Linked DNA regions of Mus musculus: all the other regions are linked to region 1. Evidence: chromatin contacts called from public ChIA-PET and Hi-C data. All regions are on one chromosome and are shown on one strand. The core of a region is the stretch at or near the end of the contact, and the rest is flanking DNA. Distances in the headings are between cores, read along the strand shown. Region 1 holds the start of Ccar1 (cell division cycle and apoptosis regulator 1). Region 2 holds the start of Hk1 (hexokinase 1). Region 3 holds the start of Srgn (serglycin).

The links. A called contact is a pair of places that touch in the nucleus more often than the background predicts. ChIA-PET counts read pairs in DNA pulled down with a chosen protein or histone mark.
Region 2: a contact with region 1 is called in a Hi-C map of erythroblasts, with 2.4 times the contacts expected there. The contact joins the promoter of Hk1 here to the promoter of Ccar1 in region 1. A contact is called at or near these places in 1 of 39 promoter capture datasets (hippocampal neurons), 3 of 484 Hi-C or Micro-C datasets (CD8 T cells, erythroblasts and regulatory T cells) and 2 of 115 datasets of contacts at active chromatin or transcription factors (effector CD8 T cells and memory CD8 T cells).
Region 3: a contact with region 1 is called in an RNA polymerase II ChIA-PET map of memory CD8 T cells, with 135 read pairs. The contact joins the promoter of Srgn here to the promoter of Ccar1 in region 1. A contact is called at or near these places in 1 of 15 datasets of contacts at CTCF or cohesin (embryonic stem cells), 6 of 484 Hi-C or Micro-C datasets (B cells, CD8 T cells, the G1E-ER4 cell line and 3 more), 6 of 115 datasets of contacts at active chromatin or transcription factors (the SCID.adh cell line, T-cell acute lymphoblastic leukemia, effector CD8 T cells and 3 more) and 2 of 9 other capture datasets (liver and pancreatic islet).

What each region holds. Positions count from the first base shown.
Region 1 is chr10:62,790,606-62,794,948 of GRCm38.p6, reverse strand. It overlaps Ccar1 (cell division cycle and apoptosis regulator 1), which reads left to right and starts at 2,581. Exons shown (of 25, transcript NM_026201.3): 1 at 2,581-2,733; 2 at 3,907-4,028. The coding sequence starts at 3,956.
Region 2 is chr10:62,338,162-62,342,504 of GRCm38.p6, reverse strand. It overlaps Hk1 (hexokinase 1), which reads left to right and starts at 2,084. Exons shown (of 18, transcript NM_001146100.1): 1 at 2,084-2,492. The coding sequence starts at 2,430. It overlaps Hk1os (hexokinase 1, opposite strand), which reads right to left and starts at 2,271. Exons shown (of 3, transcript NR_168630.1): 1 at 2,093-2,271.
Region 3 is chr10:62,506,026-62,510,368 of GRCm38.p6, reverse strand. Srgn (serglycin) reads left to right here and starts at 2,612. Exons shown (of 3, transcript NM_011157.3): 1 at 2,612-2,727. The coding sequence starts at 2,655. It overlaps Gm51804 (a long non-coding RNA gene), which reads right to left and starts at 2,565. Exons shown (of 3, transcript XR_003949006.1): 1 at 2,415-2,565; 2 at 2,082-2,295.

The DNA.
Region 1 (4,343 bases), core at 1,332-3,831:
TATTTTTCAGAAGTTTTATGTGAATAACGATGTTTCTATTGCGTGTATGTGTGTGCATAACCCACACCAATCGACAACCATAGAGACCAGAAGAAAGCAACTATACCCTGTAGAACAGGGTTACTGAAGTTTTTAGCCACCCTGTAGGTGTTGTGATTAGAAGTCACATCCTCTGGAAGACCTCACAGTACTCTTTTCTTTTTTTTTACTTATTTATTTATTCATTTATTTATTTATTTATTATATGGAAGTACACTGTAGCTGTCTTCAGACACTCCAGAAGAGGGAGTCAGATCTTGTTACTACGGATGGTTGTGAGCCACCATGTGGTTGCTGGGATTTGAACTCTGGACCTTCGGAAGAGCAGTCGGGTGCTCTTACCCACTGAGCCATCTCACCAGCCCCCTCACAGTACTCTTAACTTCTGAGTGTTTGCCCTTAAATTTCATTTTTATTCATGTGTATGAATTTGTGTATATGTTTGTGTGAGCCTGTGTCACATGTGTGCAGTATCCCAGGAGGCCGGGAGAGGGCCTCAGAGTTCTGTTTAGTTGTATGGGGCTAATGTAGATGGTGGGATGAGCTCCAAGGTTTAGGAAAGAATATCAAGTGGGCCTAACTGCTGAACCATCCCTCTAGCTCTGTTTCGTGTGTTTTATTTATTTTGTTTTTGTTTTTGGTCTTTTGAGACAGGATTTTTCTGTTTCACCCTGGCCATTCTGGAACTCACTCTGTAGACCAGGCTGGCCTTGAACTTAAATATCTGCCTACCTCTGTCTCCCAAGTGCTGAGATTAAAGGCATGTACCACCACTGCTCTGCTTTGTGTGTTTTATAAACACTCTTTCACTATGTAGCCCTGGCTGTCCTGTGCCTTACAATGTAGACCAAGCTAATCTAGAAGTCATAGAGACATGTCAATCCAAAATACAGACATCAAAAACATATGCCTGGGGTTTCTTTCAGAACTTAAAAAAAAAAAAAAAGAAGTATTTATTTATTTATTTATTTATTATGAGTACACTGTAGCTGTCTTCAGACACACCAGAAGAGGGCATCAGATCCCATTACCGATGGTTGTGAGCCACCATGTGGTTGCTGGGAATTGAATTCAGGACCTCTGGAAGAGCAGTTAGTGCTCTTAACCGCTGAGCCATTTCTCCAGCCCCCAGAACTTTTTTTGATAAGGTATCTCAGATTTAAGTTTTCTCACTTTGTCCCTCTTATTGCTGGGCCACCTGGCACACGCTGTTTTGAATTTTTACAAATTACTATAGTGTGATGACTATATTCTAATAGTTTGAAGGTCAGGACAGAATTAGTAAGGACAAAGGAGTTACATTTTACCCAACTTCTGTAAGTTTTACTTAAGTGGGAGAAAGGACCCTTGTGGTTTGAAAAATATTAAAGAACGTGTACCTATGTGATCCTGTGTTCATAAAATTTAAGGGAAAAAATACAAGGAACCACAGAAAAAGCTATATATTTTATCCTATTGGGTTTGATGAGATAAGGTGTTACACAGTCCAGGCTGGCCTTGAACTCCTGATCCTCCCTTCCCCTCCCTCCCAAGTGTTAGATTACAGGTCACCACCTGATCATGCTTGGCTCAGCTAATCTTATGTGGGATTCCTAGCATAAGCTATTTCATGTTGAGAATTTGACTAGATGTCACCAGCAGGTGTAGGACAAAATTAGAAAATGACTTAATAATAGCTCTGTCTTTCATTTTTTGAGACAGGGTTTATCTGTGTTGCCCTGGCTGTGTCTGCCTCTGCCTCTTGAGCGCTGGGATTAGAGGTGTGCACTTCCCCCATCCCCCAACCTTTCCACTCCCTCTCGCCCCCCAAATCCTCCAGCTGTTTCTTTTCAGTAGGGTCTTCAAATACTAGGGGTGATGATGGCCTGCACTCAGTGTATTAAAATCCACTCAGTTGTTCGCTTTTACACATTCCAGCCTTAATCCCGAGGAGATGGCACTGCGGTTAAAAGCACTAATCTCTGTTCTCAGGACCTGGGATTGATTATCAGCACCCACGGGGTGGTTCACACCGGTCAGGAACTCTAGTTTCGGGGGATCTGTCGTCTTCTCAGCTCCAGGGGCACCAAGCCCACACCTGTGCGCATAAATCATGGAGGCAAAACCCTCTAAAAATGAAAAGAATGTAAACAAAAAAAAATTTTTTTTTTTTGTTCTTCGAGACAGGATATGTCTGTATAACCCTGACTGTTTTGGAACTCACTCTGTAGACCAGGCTGGCCTCGAACTCAGAAATCCGCCTGCCTCTGCCTCTCGAGTGCTGGGATTAAAGGCGTGCGCCACCACTGCCCGCTAACAACGAAGTTCTTACAGGCTTATTCTTCCAAACATGTTCCAAACAAGAATAGAGGGACCACAAGATGGCGGCGGCGACACCGGCCGGACCACGTGACTGCCGCTCGCTCTCCCTCTCTCTCCCAGGGAAGGACAGCGTTGGCCTCAGAGCAGGCGAGCGACAGCCAGCTCATTGTTCAGCGAAGTCAAGGTAACCCGGCTGAGGCTCGCTCTCGCTCCCCAGTGAACGCACTCGCGGGGAGCGCGCACGCCGAACTTTTTTCGCGCACGCGCCCGTTCCTCTCGGAACCGGGAGGCGGTGCGGCGTAGGCAGGGGGGTTGGAGGGGAAAGCAGTCTGCGCATGCGCCTGAGCTTGACGGGTTTGAAATGGCTTCTCGGTTAACCCGGGCCAGACTCAGGTGAAGGTCTGGTCAGTGTTTTGGTGTGGCGCGGTGGGAGGCCGCGGCGGGTTGCTTCCGTTCGTTGGCAGCCGGTCAGCGGAGGGGTAGGGAGCGAGTGATGTGGCGGTGGCGGGTGGGTGTGTGATGGCGGACGCCGCGGGGCCGGCGGGCGAGGGACGCGGTCCCTTTTGTGCGGGTCGGAGTAGGCCCCACGCGCCGCGCCCTGCCCCCAGCGCAGCGGCTCCAGGCCCCTCAGGTGCGGCCTGCGCCCCTTCGACTGGGCCGGGCCAGGCCGGAGGCCGTGCGTCCTCCGGCCCGCGCTGCCCCGCCGCTGAGACCCGGCCCCGGGCGGCGGCGGCGAGCGTTTCCAGCGCTTGGAGGTTCTCTCAGACCGGCCCGGGGACCTCGGGGACTGCGACGACCCGCGGGCCCCAGTGGCCGCGGCCTGGGGCGCTGCCTTCCATCTTTCACGGCCGGCGCGTGGGAGGAAGATGAGTGTCCTCACCCCGGGATGCCAGGCCCATCTTTTCCTTTTCTCTTGGGTTTTTGAGCCGGGGTCTTCGCAGTGGTTCTTTTGGAGCCGCGCGTCCTCCCAACTGCCTCCCCACTCCCGGAGTGGAGACTAGGGTGACAAAGGCCATAGTGACTTCCTAGCCCTTAAAGTAATGTTCGTTATTGAGATGGTATCTGCCAATACCTTTATGGGGGAGGGGGGGTCTCGACGCAGTTTCCGTTATTGATTTAACCCCACTGCAGGACCTCAGACCATCGCCCAAAGAAACACGCAGGCTGTACTTGCTGCGTCTATAAGTTCGTTTGTCCCCAGAGAGAGAGGCTCTGTATCTAGCCCTAGCTGGTTTGTAATGTCATATAAATCATGCTGGCCTGGAGTTTATAGAGATCCGCCTGACTCTGCCTCTGGAGGGATGGGTTGGGAGGGGATTAAAGGCTTTGCCACTAAGCTCGGGCAGACCTTTTTAGGAAATGACCTTGTAGTTACTGAAGGAAGTTCCTTTAAGTCAGCCCCAAGGATATCTTTTAAATAGAGTATGCACAAGTGATCTGTTGATAGGCTGGTTGTGCGTTTTATTTCAAATGTTCTGTTGCACACTTCGGTTGGTTCTTGTTTGGAACGTGTCTTTAATATATCAATGATTTCTCTAAACTAGCCTTTTCCTATATCCTTTATAGGTATCTGCTATAGAAGGGAAACAAGTGAAAGTTTTCCCCCCCTTGCATCATGGCTCAGTTTGGAGGACAGAAGAATCCACCATGGGCTACTCAGTTTACAGCCACTGCGGTCTCACAACCAGGTCAGGCAACTGAACCCTTGGACTGGAAATGATATACCCTTTAGTTTTTAAGATACTTTTGAAAATTAACTCAGGAACAAAAACAAAACCCCACTTATCCAGCAATTTGAACACTTTTTTTTTTTTTTTTTTTTTTGGTTTTTCAAGACAGGGTTTCTCTGTGTAGCCCTGGCTGCCCTGGAACTCACTTTGTAGACCAGGTTGGCCTCGAACTCAGAAATCCTCCTGCCTCTGCCTCCCAAGTGCTGGGATTAAAGGGGTGTGCCACCACGCCCGGCTCTTTGTTTTTGTTTTGTTATTTGTGTCTAATTTTTT
Region 2 (4,343 bases), core at 835-3,334, 450 kb after region 1:
CAGGGTGAGTGACTGAGGTCATGGGAGGCCAGCTTAGGCAGGAAGGCCAGACATGCCTTCCTGTGGTGAAGGGAACTTGGACAGGTATAGATGAACGGGGAAGGGTAGGCGAGCAAAGGGGTATGAGCGGTGCCACAGTGGAATGGACCTGTGCAGTCTGAGGAGAGAGGGAAATAGCCCTGTTGTGACCAGGGGCCAGGGAAGAGATACACTCAAAGAGTAGGGTCAGCTACAGGGCCAACATGTTTAAATCGGCTCCATCAGGGCCCAGAAGGGACTGCAGGCAGGGACATAACACAATTAAGGTTGCTTTTCAGGGAGAGTGCCGTGGCCTGCAGCTCAGAATGGCTTGGATGGCTGGTAGCCAACAACCAGAAAGCCACCTTAAATGTTCTTGTAATATTTCTAGCTAGACAGGCGAAAAACTGGGGTGGTAATGGTATTGGGAGCGGCAGTGAGTCTGACTTAGAGATGTGAATTAGGAAATAATGCTAAGCCTTAGTGCCTCTGTGTGTGTGTGTGTGTGTGTACTGAGTCACCTTGGTACAGGGGTTGGGGGAAGGGATAGCAGAGGTGCCTACCTGCCTATAAGTTTGGCCAGCTTTTTCCCAATTCTGGTTTGTTGGGTAAGGGTTGTATGGGGACAGATTATAGTGATAGCTGAAGGCTGAGTGAGGGGGCCGTGAGTCTAACACGGGGAGCAGAGAGATGGCCCATTCAACCTACAGAGCTCTGAGAAAACAAAACAACCCTCCATCCTCAAAGATGTCCCAGCCTTGAGAGCTGGCTGGCAGAACTACATTTGCAGAGTCGAATGCAGCTTAGAAGAACCATTTTGTCCTGACACTGGTGGCCATGTTGGTAGCGTTCGCCTGTGCATATGTGTGTGTGTGTGTGTTAGTTTGAGATTTATGTGGGCCTCAAATGCTAATCTTTTTGAGGGGAGATCCTATTAGGAAAATAATTTAAATACAACAGTTAGGCCCTCCCTGGGCCTGGAAATGGCGATATACAGGTTGCGCCCCCCCCCCCAAACTTTAACCTGTAGGCTCCCAAGTTCATTCTATGAGAGTACTTCCCACTTAATTTGTTAGACACAAGTGTTTATGCTCTTTCACAAAAATCATGGGGTGTAGACATCAGTAGTTACAGCTCCATCTTAGGGGTAAAGAAGTGACTGAGGACACATCTGCACCTGCCATTGGGCAGGGTGGGGATGTGTCCTGGATAGAGGTATCAGGTCTACCACCTCTTTCTCAGTGGGCAGTGGTGGCTGGAAGGGTCCTGGGGTACTTGAGGGGTGTTCCAGGCATGGGCTCCTAGCCCCCCAGGTGTGGGCTAGAAGTTAGCCTCTATAGTTCCCTCAGGACAGATGCTGCAGCCCTGGTCATGGGAACATGGCCTGCAAGGGAAGCTTAAGTAAGAGACACTGCATACAACGGCCAGGTCACCAGCACTGAAGCTAAGAAAACCCTGCCCGACTCCTGAGCAGCAACTGTAACGCATTGCCTCAGACTCCTCACCTGTAGAATCAGAGCCACTTCTGTATGTCAGAGTTCTTACTTGTCATAAGGTACAAATACGATTTCCCCTCAACCTGAGTCCTGAACAGTACCCCCAACCTCCCAGAACCCGGATGCCCAAGAGCTAGAGAAGGGTGGGAGGATCGGGACAGGCTGGGAATAGGCCAAAATTCCCACTCGGGGACCATGAGCTCTTACATGATGTCACAGGGGCAGGCGCTTTGGGTTTCGCTATGTGAACTCTGACAGGCTGTGGTGGGACTCCGAGCATCATCCTTAGATTTTGGATCCTCGATGGCAGGCAGGCACAGGGACCCAGTGCAAGATCTGTGAAGCCGCCTAGTTTCGGCTTCCGCTCTCTTTCCACGCCCACTTGTGTGCTTCCCCAACAGGGAGGATGGGAGGGGTGGGGGACGAGCCCTAATCTCCGAGGAAGGGGTGTGGCTCCGTTCGCGTTCTCCAGTTTGTGGTGTCCTGGATCTGTCCTCTGGTCCCCTCCAGATCGTGTCCCACACCCCACCCACTCTGGCTTGGCACTGTGCCACCACGCGTGACCGCGCGCTCCTTACGTGGGGAACGTGCAGGGTGATGCCTCCTTTCCGGCGCGGGAGGGAGCGGCCGTCATTCTCCTGCTCTGGCTGGGAAGCCCCAGCCATAGCGCGGCAGTGGCGCCTTGTAGCCAATGGGGACTGAGGAGGTGGGCCGGCTGGCGGTTGTCACCCTCCCGGGGACGGGAGCTCGGAGGTCTGGAGAGAGCAGGCAGACGCCCCGCCCAGGGACTGAGGGGGAGGAGCCAAGGGAGGAGGAGGTGGAGTCGCGGATCCGCCGCTGGAGGACCACTGCTCACCAGGGCTACTGAGGAGCCACTGGCCCCACACCTGCTTCTCCGCATCCCCCACCGTCAACATGATCGCCGCGCAACTACTGGCATATTACTTCACCGAGCTGAAGGATGACCAAGTCAAAAAGGTGAGCCCCGCCGGCGCCGCCCTGGCCACAGCCTTGCATTCCCGCATCCGCTCGCCACCGCCTGCATCCTCCCCCCGGCCTCTCCCGGCTAGACAGCATCTAGTTGGACTACAGGGTGCAGGCGACAGGCCTCATGCTGGGATTCACCCGGGCATTGTGGGCATGCGGGCGTGCTTGTGGTTTGAGGAGCTGGGCGGCCGGCTGAAGACCCCCCCCCTTCCTCCCACGGCTGGATTGCATACTGCAGTGTCCTTGAAAAGGACCATGGATGTCAGATGGGTACCCGCACGCAGTGCCGGGCTGAGACCTGTCTAGGTGGGGACCAGCTGGCCTGTCTATAGGCCTGTTTTGAAAGGTCCACGCGCGCCGTGGGCGGGGAAGGTGTGATCGCCGAGATAGGCTGGGGAGGTGAGTGAGCAGCTGGCGGGGGTGCTGGCTGGAAGCCAGGCATCCCATATTTGGGGTTCCCATTTGGAGAATACGATGCCCTCCTGAAACTGTCACTGGGCTCCCCCAGCTGTTGCAGCTGCTCCTTACTCTGAGGACGGGGTGACCCGCCTGGCTTTCCGGTGAGGGGAGGGGAGCAGAGGCCACCGGAAACTTTGCTCATAGGCCTCAGGTCGAGAACCGCACGTCTGAATGGAATTTTTTCTTCCTCTAAACCTGTAATTTCCAGGCAGTCTCAGCCTAGGAGCTCAAATAAGACACTTTAGTCACTTGAAGAGCTCGGAGGGGTTGGCATTCGTTCCTTGTGACTTGTGAGTTCTTGCACATGGACGCTGGGTCCTAGGGGTGATGTTCATCTAGTATAAAGTGCCGTCTGCTGGTGGGTCTTAAAGATGTACCTCACTTTTCTGCCACCATCAGTAAGACGGGATGTTTTTTTCCTGAGATAGACTAAGTTGGTTAGGAAAACACCTAGGACATTTTTATTTGTGCTATGGGTATGCCTTACCTACCCTAGGATAGGTTAATAGCATCATCACCCTGACAGACACTGGGACAAGAGGTACTATCTACAGGTGAGAGGCGGCAGTGACTAGGCTCTGTCCTTTCCTGGCCTGAGACTTCTCATCCTGCACCTTCAGAAGCAGTCTTACCGGGGACTGTGACCTCCTGAAGGTCACACAGCTGGTTAGAGGTGGAGTCTGGGCGGGGCTCTGACCCTCCTCCCACTCGAGAACTTGACCAAGACTCCCCCTGGGTGTCAGCTGAAGGGGAGGTGCTGAGAGACAAGACTGTTGGAGATGCAGCTCTTATCCTGAATAGGGACCAGGAATAGGGTGCTGAAGGGCTTCACTGTCAATCTCCCACCCCCACCCCCATCCCTGACCTGATGTCAGGGAGCTATGCATCAACACGTGTAATTGCTTGAGTTTCTTCCATGGCGGTGGACATGCTTATCCCATGGAAAGGGAAGATAGGAGGGCAGAGTGCACTTAGGATAGGCCTCCCGAATCAAGAGTCCACAGCTCTCCCACTCTAGATACCCTCTGTGGCTCAGGCGTGCAATGGTGGGTGGAGGCCCAATGACCTTGTAAACTAAGCCTCCAGCCTCACACCCACAGCCACCTGTGTGGCTGCCAGCTGCCTGGCTGCTCCCTGACACCGTGCTGGGTGGCCACCGGTGGCTGAGTTGGACTAAGGCGCTCCACTACAAGTGGCCTGATTCACCTCCGTCCCATTCCATCTCCCAGGCCCTGTGGGTATCTGAGCACCGATTCAAACGGTGCCTAACTAAAGCCCTCACTCTGAGATTGGGATATCCCCTCCCCCACCTCTATCCCAGAGCTTTGCTGGAGCAAGGTCTCTAAACTGAAACTTTCATTTCGTTCTGTGTAGGAGATCCTT
Region 3 (4,343 bases), core at 1,363-3,862, 280 kb after region 1:
AAGTGGCTAGACTCAAACTCTTGACTCTACTGCCTCTGTTTCCAAATGCTGGAGTTATAGGCATAAGCTATTATGCTAGGCTAAGGCCAATTTCATATGTGTGTGTGTGTGTGTGTGTGGTATGTATATATACATAAATATGTATGTATATATAATTTATCTTACGTGCATTGTAATTTTGCCTGGATGCATGTTTTGTGAGGGGGTCAGAGCCTGGAGTTACAGACAGCTGTGAGCTGCTATGTGGGTGCTGGGAATTGAACTTGGGTCCTCTGGAAGAGTAGCCAGTCCTCTTAACACCTGAGCCATTTCTCCATCCTCCCAAGGCCAGTTTTTAAACACTTCTTTTCAGAGTCAGTTTCCCTGAAGCTTCAAAAGTCTGATACTTCCCCTAAGAGATTTATTTCCAATATTTTTGATGACTGTGAAATTATTCCTGAGAGACAGCAAGGATCCAACGAGTGCCCTCCCCAGCTGCGGACTGTAAAGCCAATCTGCCTGAGAGCGTTTGGCAGATACGCCTACTCAATAATTACTAGAAGACTTCCCTTTCACACACCAGTCTGATTTTCTTCTCATCGCTCATCTGTCTCTGGAGTATGGTTTAGAGCACCTGAGTTCTAGAACAGGTCTGGCCACTCACCCCAGAGTGTGAGAAGAGAGGACTAGAGAGAGACTCGGGAGCCCAGGGTCATCTTTGGCCTACACAACAGGTTCAAAGCCAGCTGGGGATACGTGAAACCCTGCCTCAATAAATAAAAATATATAAGGAAGTAAATAAAAAAAAATCCCCATGACTCAGCAGCAGCAAAAAAAAAAAAAAAAAGTCCCCGAGTGAGAAAAATCTCCCAGTGATCACTTTCAGGTACTAGTTTTGGTTGTTTGGGTTTTGTTTCTGTCACTGTGATAAACTACCCTACAAAAGGCAGCTTAGGGAAGAAAGGGCTCAGGGTCACATTTTAGCTCACGCTTCCAGGTTACGAGAACAGTGCATCATTGCAAGGAAGTCAAGGCGGCTTGAACTTGAAGCAGCTGATTGCACAATCCAAAGCAGAGAGGAACAAATGATTGCTGGTTTTCTCTCAGCTTGCTGCCATCCGGATCCCTAAACCAGGGAGGGCATCACGCTGCCTACTATGGGCTGGATCTTCCCACACCAAATAACCAAGACAATCCCCCTTAGGCCTGTCCATAGCCATCCTGATCCGGGCTATCTCCGTCCCTGAGACTCCCTTCCCACGTGATTGTAGGTTGTGTGAAGGTGACTAAATTATCCATCTCTACTTCTAATTGCCTTGAAGGTGTCGTGAGAAACTTCCTGAAGCTGTTAACATGATCTTTCGTTTTGTTATCAGGGCTTTAATTGAAGCTTATCATGAAAAGGGACCAAAGGCAGAGGAGAGAAATCCCAACAGATACTAAAACTCCACACGGTGTGCGCTGGGTCTCTGTGCGCCTCGGTTGCTACAGTTGAGGGTTTCCAGGCTCTGAGGGGGCTTCTGAGGAGAAGTTTCTAAGGAGGGCTTCATTTTCTCTATCAGGGCTCCTGAGCTATGAGATTCTAAAGTCTGTCCTTATCAGGAAACCTTAAGGAATCAGCAGGAAGCCCAGAACAAGGGGAAGGAAACTCCTCCCACCCATCAAAGGATGGCCAAGGGGCAGGCATCTGAGCAGCCGAGGAACGGACACCCTGAAGTGGAGAATGGTTGAGCCCTCAGAGCAAAGGCAGAGAAAGCTGTCTCGCTACAGATACAGCGTAAAACCACCCTTACTGTGAGGCTAGCACAGAGTGGCCATTCCCGCACCCGCACCCCCAAAGCCCCGCAATCTTCGAGGCCAGGGAACGGCTAGTCCTTTATGAACGGCAGCATCTGTGTCTCTGTTTTCACATTCCACGGCCCTCTGAGGGGGGGACCTGCCCTCCTTGTTCCTGATTTTTGCCTTACTCAAGACCAGAAAGAAAAATTTTTTTTCGAAGTAAACAAACAAACAAACAAAAAAAAACAGGAAAAAAAGATGCAAACATGCATGGTCTCAATCCCTGGGGAGCAGCTGATTTTATATATATATATATTCCTCACCTGTTTGTGAGCTAGAGGGAAAGCCAGGAATTCTAGCAGACTCTGGACGTTAACGGAGACCGCTCATCCTGGGGGCTGAGAACCCAGCTCGGCTCGGAATGTTCCCTGCTTGTGCCTGACTCTGTGCGCGCCCAGCTTCTCTTTGATGTGCGCTGTGGATGAGCCGAGCTCAGTTCTGGAACAGCTGAGTCCTCCTGTCTGTTTAGATTGTTACCTGAAGGAAGGGAGGGGGAAGAAAGTGCTGATTCGACTTTTTGATGGGGAAAACTTTTTTTTTAAACATGCAAATGACAGATGGCAGAGCTTTTTGGAAAAAGAAAAAATAATAACCACACAGCAAACGCCTAGGGGGAGTCCGGTGGAGTTTCATCATGGGTATGAACAGTTGTTGTTTTTTTCAACTTTCTTCTTCTTTCTGGGTGTTGATGTGGATCTCTTTCTATTTGTTCAGGAAACTGTGACGTGTGTTCTTGGGCAGGGTCTGAGGTTTTGGAACCTCTTTCTAAAAGGGACAGAAAGAGCACCCTGCTACATTTGCTAATCCAGAGGCTGAGTGGAGCCGAGCTGGTCAGGATGCAGGTTCCCGTCGGCAGCAGGCTTGTCCTGGCTCTCGCCTTCGTCCTGGTTTGGGGATCTTCAGTGCAAGGTAAGAGACCCAGGATCTTTAATTCTCTGCTCTGAAGGCATCAGCATATGCACAAGTAATTGTCTTCATCTGAAGGTGCAGGGTGTCCTATTGTGGGAGGGGAGGTAAGGAAGGATTTCAGGTGCCTCAACAACCTCGTGTGAGTTTACTTGAGTTTGGTCTAAAAAATAATAATAATTAATTAAACTCTAAGGTAAGTGGTGGCCTTAAAACCTGTCAGGATGACTGAAAAGTGTTCTTATTTTTTTGGGTAAAGATGTGTGGTTTATTCATTTAAAGCATTCAAGAAATAAATGGAAAATTACCCAACTGATCTACTGAGATGGTGGCATCATGGAATTTTCTAGAATAGCATCCTATCACTGAGTTGTCTGCATGAACTCCATTTTGATATAAGGTCTCATGTAGCGTAAGATGGTCTTCAACTTGCTATACAGCTGAAGAGGACCTGGAACTTCTACTTCCCGAGTGCTGGGATAACAGGTGTATGTCTCCATGCTGGGTTCCAAAGAACGGAATCTGATGGCGCTGTTATTTTAACAATGAAAGAGGCTTTTGTGTGTGTGTGATTTTCTGAGACAGGGTTTCTCTGTGTAGCCCTGGCTGTCCTGGAACTCACTCTGTAGACCAGGCTGGCCTCGAACTCCGAAATCCACCTGCCTCTGTTTCCCAAGTGCTGGGATTAAAGGTGTGCGCCACCACTGCCCGGCTTTTTTTTTTTTTTTTTTTTTAATTGGGGTAAATGTAGCTATTTTTACTTTCTTCTTAAGCTCGGCTCTTACCAAACATTCAATTTTGGCTAGGCAAAATGCTAACTCTAAAACAATATTTTAGAAACAGCCTGAGGAGTGTTAGCATTTGTGCTCTCGTCCAGAAAACAGGTTTTCGTTTGAAAACCTGTCTGTAAATTTGACTGTCTTTTACAGCTGTTCAGTCATGCTGACTCAACCTCAAACTTTTTCTAAGAAGATGGAATGTTTGTAGAACAAACAAACAAACAACAACTACAAAGAAGCACACTTTATTCGCCTTAATATTTAGGGAACTATGTCTAAATGAGGCAGAAGGTCATGGCCTGATAAATAAGTTGCCGAGTTTATGGTTGAAAAACATAAAGGAAATGTTGAGTCACAGCGACATACGTGTCCTGGAGTTTCTTCGAAGTGACTCCTAGCTGTAGCGTTCTTACTTCCGGTCGAAATGACATCTCACAGGTTACTTCAGAAATTCCTTGCATAGTGGAAGTTTAGAAACTTATTTTCATGGGGCTATGCTAACGTCGTCATCGGAAAACAGGAAGTGACCTTGCTAAGGCTCACTTCTATTTATGTAGCTTTGTGATATTGGCGCCTACACCCAGGGCCTCATGCATGTCCGGGGCTCTGCTACACAGCTAGAGCCACACTTTTCCCTTTGACTCAGAATTCAAGTTCATGCGGATCTTTCAGGGAAAAACCTTTGGCTTCATGAAATAGTCCCCGGTAGCCACGTGCTCTGGCAAGATGGACAGCTGTGAATTCCGCATTTGTGACACCTGGCTCTGGGTGTCTCTCTACCAGAGGCGTGCATGTAAGCCTTTCAGTTGCAAAAGTTCCCAGAAACATCAAACTAGACTA